Regions from separate parts of the Oryctolagus cuniculus genome. Here region 1 is linked to region 2. The links are chromatin contacts, called in public Hi-C maps. All regions are on one chromosome and are shown on one strand. The core of a region is the stretch at or near the end of the contact, and the rest is flanking DNA. Distances in the headings are between cores, read along the strand shown. Region 1 holds the start of MOB3B (MOB kinase activator 3B). Region 2 overlaps MOB3B (MOB kinase activator 3B).

What was found. A called contact is a pair of places that touch in the nucleus more often than the background predicts.
Region 1: a Hi-C map of skin fibroblasts shows a contact between it and region 2, with 2.6 times the contacts expected there. The contact joins the promoter of MOB3B here to the enhancer-like site in region 2. A contact is called at or near these places in 6 of 6 Hi-C or Micro-C datasets (ear pinna, embryonic fibroblasts, liver and 3 more).

The regions. Positions count from the first base shown.
Region 1 is chr1:190,811,457-190,814,348 of mOryCun1.1, reverse strand. MOB3B (MOB kinase activator 3B) reads left to right here and starts at 1,253. Exons shown (of 4, transcript XM_008250610.4): 1 at 1,253-1,565.
Region 2 is chr1:190,644,861-190,647,690 of mOryCun1.1, reverse strand. The region is part of intron 3 of MOB3B (MOB kinase activator 3B); the gene reads left to right. Among named protein-coding and RNA genes, the nearest start is that of EQTN, 55 kb to the right of the region's middle. Within about 2 kb of position 1,405, at least 1 of the 8 cell types and tissues checked has an H3K27ac peak or open chromatin away from gene starts, as enhancers often do.

The sequences.
Region 1 (2,892 bases), core at 4-2,503, 170 kb before region 2:
AGAAACCTTCTTCTTCCTCTCTTAACAGGAAAGAAAGATCCGTGTAATGAGAATCCCAGGGCAGGCAACTGCCTCCTCCCAATTAGCGGCCAGAGAGGGAGACAGCAGGACTAATAAAGGTAAACTGGAATAATTAAGGGCCATTTCCATCCTAATTGTGCTAGATAATGAAGGGCTCTCTGATTGTCATGCGCACCAAAGAACAAAAGCAGCTTTGAGTGCAGTGACTGGGGTTTGAGCATCTGAAGATTAGGGCTGTCTGGAAATGAGGTTGCACTTCTCAGGGATGCACAGGAATATTGCTTGGTGGCTGCATCTTTGTATCTGGCAGAGTTCTAAATTCATAGTCATTAATATATTTCCCTGCCCAAATAATGCAGAATTAAATAGAGTCATACGATCCTGGTGGAAACCAATGGCGAATGGTATTTAATAAAATGCTTGCAATATCAGAGATGACCAGCCATCACAAAAGATATGTGGGCTTTTGGAGTCTCATTTAGTAGTTGTGGAAGCTTCTTTTGGGAGCCATGTTTTTTCCATATATCCTAAATTCTACTTAATGTATTTCCATGTCTCTTGAAAGTGTGCCTAAAAATTGTAAAAGGCAATTTAAAAAAGTATTTATTAATTATTTATTTCAAAGGCAGAGAGAGTTTTCATGTGTTGGTTCACCCCCACCCCCACCCCCAATGCCTGTAACAGCCAGGGCTGGGCCACATGAGCCAGGAGCTAATTGATCAGGGTCTCTCACCTGAGTGCGGGGGAACCATCACCTGCTGCTGCCGAGGGTGCACATTACAGGAGGCTGAAATGGAACCAGGACCCAAACACAGGCACTCAGATACATGATGCAGATTCCAAGTAGCTCCAACACAGACCCTTAAAACGCAATTCTTAGTCGTTTGTTACTCCTCAGGCAATATGCATGACACGCTACAGAAGGATCAGGAAGACCCAGTTCTTTCTCTCAGGACACCAGGGAGCTGGCATTTGATGACTCCTACTATGAACTAGGAACACTTTCCTCTCTAGGTGGTCTGGAAGTGGCCGCGGTGGATCCAACGCCTCCTTTCTCAAGTAACATCTTCCTCGCCGCCCTGGCCCAAGGGTCAGCGTCTTTTCTGCAAAGTTGGGAGCCCCCACACAAGGCCCACATCCTGTAACTTGCCCGAGGCAACACTATCCTGAAGGCTCACCCACAGAGCTGCCGTCCCGCAGGCGGCCGCCAGGGGTCCCCGCTCGGCGTCCCGCACGCTGCTCGTCAAGCCCCGGCGGGCTGTGCGGCGCGCTGGGCGCATGTTGGGGCTGCTTTGGAGTCGCAGCGGCTGCAGCGGGAGCCCGGGCGCTGGCCCCAGAGCCCCTCGTGTGGATCCGCAAGCGTCTCCCCTCCTGCCCGAGTTCACTGCTTTTCTCTCGCGCCGCCTGCAGCTGATCCAGTGAAGGGAGCCGACAGGGCCCTGGCTCGAAGGTAAATCCCCGCGGTGAGAGAGAACCGCTCCGGGCGACGGAAGGCGGCGCAGCCCGGCAGCTCCTCGCTCCCGTTCGCGCCCAGGCGGGCAGAGGTATGGGGTACACCTGGGGCGGGTGCAACAGGGGAGTGGGGGTGGTGTCGGACCCTTCTCTCCTGCCCTCAGTCCCCGGGGCTTCCGGGGCCAGAGCCCGCTTTAAAACCGAGCCCCAGCCGTGGCTGCCGGCCGGCTCCCTGGGCGCAGTACCCGGGCAGGAGCGAGGGTCGAGTTCCCACCGCGGGATCCGTGGCCTTGACTTTACAAGATCTGAGCGAAAACGCCTCCCACGGTCCGGAACCGCAGATGGGTGCGGGGTGCCGAGCTGGGCTGTGTGTGGCGAGAACAACTTTTCGGCAAGTGCACTTGGGCAGGGGGATCACGTTTGAGCGTCCGGCTGGGCTTGGGGCCGCGTCGGGGAACTCCGCGCCGTCAGCCGGGTCGCCCCGGGGCTTGCGGGTGCTTCGTGGAGGGCGGTAGTGAGTTAAGAACCTACAAATCCTGCTGAACTCTTGGGCCAACAGCTGTCAAGCTTCGGCAGTGCCAGCCCCTCCCTTTGCCTGTACCGGGGAGGAAGGGGGAAAACCTCACAACTTTTCTTCGCTTGCTCCTCCCCGCTTTCGGACCCCTCTCGCGAGGGTCAAGGGCCGAACCCTGGCGCCAGGCAGGTACTAGAGACCTTAAATCCCTCGGGATCCGCCTCACCCTCCTTCCCGGGCCCCTCCTAGCGCCCTCCCCGCGGGGACCGCGCTACTGAGCCGGCTGTGGTCGCGGCGAATGGCCTTTTGTTTCTCCGCGTTTCTCCCATTGTTTGCCTTTCCAACATCTGGCGAGGCTTGGGAAGCGAAAGAAGCCCCTCTGTCGCCCCTCTCCCCGGTCCCCCGTGCCTCCCGCGCCAGCCGCTTGGCCCGCCCGGGTTGGGGATCCGGGCCGAGGGAGAGAGGAGCCCGACCCTAGAGAGGCCGCCCCAGCCGAGGCCCTGTGGTTAGGAGGGCGGAGGGAAAGTGGTCCCTTCTCCGCCTCCTCGGCTGCCTGTGGCCCAGGGCGCATTTTTCAGATCTTATCCCAGGCGCGCCGCAAAGGGCGCAAGTTTGAAAAGGGTGCTGCTTTCGAGAGAGTGGAAAGGAGGTTCCGCCCCGCCCCAGGGTGTCCAGTGGCTGGTTCCATTTCAGTCTCCCTGCGAAAGCGGTGTGGCTGGGTGCTGCCAGGGCAGGAGGAGGGTGTCAGGGCCCCTCTGGTTAGGCAGAAAGCCGCGGTTCTGGGGTTTGCAAGTTTCCAAGGACTGGAGGGCAGGGAGGGAGATGCAAATAGACTTTTAGCTTCAAGCCTGGAAATCTGTAGTGCGGTGGTTCGCTTCCGCCTAAGCCTAGAGTTCTGGTTTCAC
Region 2 (2,830 bases), core at 156-2,655:
GTTAGGCATAGCATATCAAAGGAACACATTTTTGATCTACATATGCCAAGTGCCATATATATCCACAGCTTGTTCAGATGTTTTATACTCATTTAAAAAAAAACTCTCAAAAATTTTACAGTGCAATCTAAAAAAATATAATGAATGTGACCCATTTTCAGCCCTTGAAGGATGATGCAGAAGTCAGGCATTTGGCTTCACATTCTAGTTACACATGCTTTAGGATCTAATGCAGCAAGGGCCAGAGGGCAGCGTTTGTCCAGCCAGTTTCCTTTAGAACATCAGCATTCCCAGAGTTCCCACACTTCCAGTGGGACATTCCTTCTGTTCAACAGTGTGGAGCTCAGAGACCCCACCTCATTTATCTGTCTGCTGTGCACCTATAGTGCACAGCCTCACTCCTGTGTTCCCAGGGCCCACCTGCTTGCTTTTGTGTGATGCTGCTAAGTATCCTATTCATGGGTAGGAGGGATACTCTTTTTCCTCATGCACAGAATGGGTGTAATAATGGAGAAAATTAAATGTTAGTCACATGGTAATGGCCCAAGAAATGTTAGCTGTTAAATGAGAAGATGAACAAAGTGACTGTCATATATTTAAACAGAAGTACCCTAATTCTCTCTTCCCTGGCTCCCAATAGCCTTTTGCTATCTTAGTGGCATCCTAGATAGCTTTTTGCAGATGTAGCTACTTGTATTAATATCAGTCGCTCCCACATAATTGTCAGCTCCTTAGTGGCTGGGATTGTAAGCACATGTGCCTGCAGTGCCCATAGTGTCTAGTGGATAACAAATGATTAATATGTTTTTTAATTAGGAAGACTATTGTAAGGGTGATGAACCTCATTCAAAGGGATAAAACACCAGCCATTCCTTCACTGGTCCCACCTTCATCTCAGAGCATGCCTGCCAACCTCTACATGTCTCTTTCCTTATAAATCATGCTTCAGCCTCTCTAATCAGCAGTAGAGGTTAAAAGAGAGCAGTGAAAGATGCACCATATGCATTAGGCCTACTAAAGATGGGGCTTCAACTCTTGAGTTATTCTTTGTTCCAGATTTCAAATGGATTGCTTAGGAAATGTGGAATTGTCTCAGACTTTGTGTCCTGGTGCACTGAGTGTAGAGTGGCCAGCCCTCCAAACTTTGGCACTGAGAGTCCTGTGAGCTGAGAAAACCCTTGGTCCAGAGCAAACTGGATGATTGGTCCTTGTATCAGGACTCTAAGTGGGAAGGCAGTTAGGAATTCACAAGTTGAGAAGAGGTCACTGTGACCAGCCCTGTGAAGGCCATATGTCCATCAGGCCTTGCCATGTGGCTCCCACTGGGACCTGCTGTAGCCCACAGCCTGGGAACCCAAAGAAACCTAAAGCATTTCACTTGGTCTCCAGTAGGGAGGGGGAGGCTGGCACCCTGACAGCCACAGACAGACGTGACAGCTCATCCATTTCTCATGTAAATGCAACAGCTGAAGATGACTTGAACCAAGCAAGTTTACAGTTGGAGGAAAGGAGCCCAAATGATCCTGGTAATTAGAAAATGGGCCAAGCTCCGATTGAACACACAGGCTGCTGTCGGCCCTCGGCTGTCTGGGAATCAGCTGACAGAATTGAGCTAATCAGAATTATCATTAGCAAGCACAAAGAGCCAGCAGTGTTTTGTTGTCCTTTCACTAAAAAACAAAAGCAGATTCAGAGAGAGAGCTGTTGACAATGCAGTAGCTATGAATGAAGTGCTGATTAGGGCAGGGGGAGGAAACTGGTGAGGTAGGCAGGGCAGACAGGAGGGTGCTTGTTCACCCTAATGCACCTGCTGACCCCTGGGTGACCTTGGTTCAGGACCTTCCCATTCTCTCTCCAGGGCTCTTATTTTCTTACTATACCATCACCTACCTTGTAGGACTGTTGCTGTGAAACCAACTGTTGTACGCGCACACACACTTCAGAATCTCCTGGAGGTGGAATTGTAAGATGTGCCTCACTCCAGCTGTACTGAGCAGAATGATGAGCGGAGTGCCTAGTACTAAGCTCCTTCAGTCTCCACCTCAAACTTTAATGCACATACCAGTCGCCTGGGGAGCTTGCTAAAATGGGAATTCTGATTCTGTTCATCTGAGAGGCTTGGACTCCAGAGTGTTCATTTTGCTCCCAGATGGTGTCACTCCTGCTGGTTGCCGGGCAGTGGCTTGGTGGTGGCAGTTGCCCTCAAGGTGGAGTAGTGGCTATTTCAAGCACTTCTGAGCTCTTCTAGGACTGGGACTTAGCTCAGTGGAGTGGGAAATTACAGCAAAGGAGGAAAAAAAAGCTAACGAGTGCGGTTTGCCAAGAATGCTCCTCAAAATGCTGCCCCGAGTGGTGACGCGCAGTGAAAAGAGACTTCTTTCCCTTGCCAATTGAGATTACAAGAGAAGGCATCAGCTCCATGTTTGAGGACTCAACACGTCCAAGAGCAGCGTCAAGGCCCTGAGAAGTCCTCCGAGAAAGAAACCAGTTTGACTCTGCAGCCCGCCCAGTGTACCTGCATTTAGCTGAAGGACATTTTTCTCGTTTGTTATCGCTCCTTGCTGTCTTCAAGCGATCATGATCCATGGGACACTCCTTGGGCCACGCTGCCTATCTTTGTAATGTGTCTCTGGAATTTGCAGTTTTCCTCTTGGCTCTGTCCTGTTCCCACCCACACACCCACCGCTGGTGCATGGTGTAAGGAAGACAGGAGGCTGGGTAGGAAGTGAAACACCTAGGGGAGGGCCTTGCAGGAAGCAATCCCACATCTGCTCCTCTGTACTCAGCACCCCCATCGTTGTGTGACACCTGCTGTTGAGGTCTTGCCACG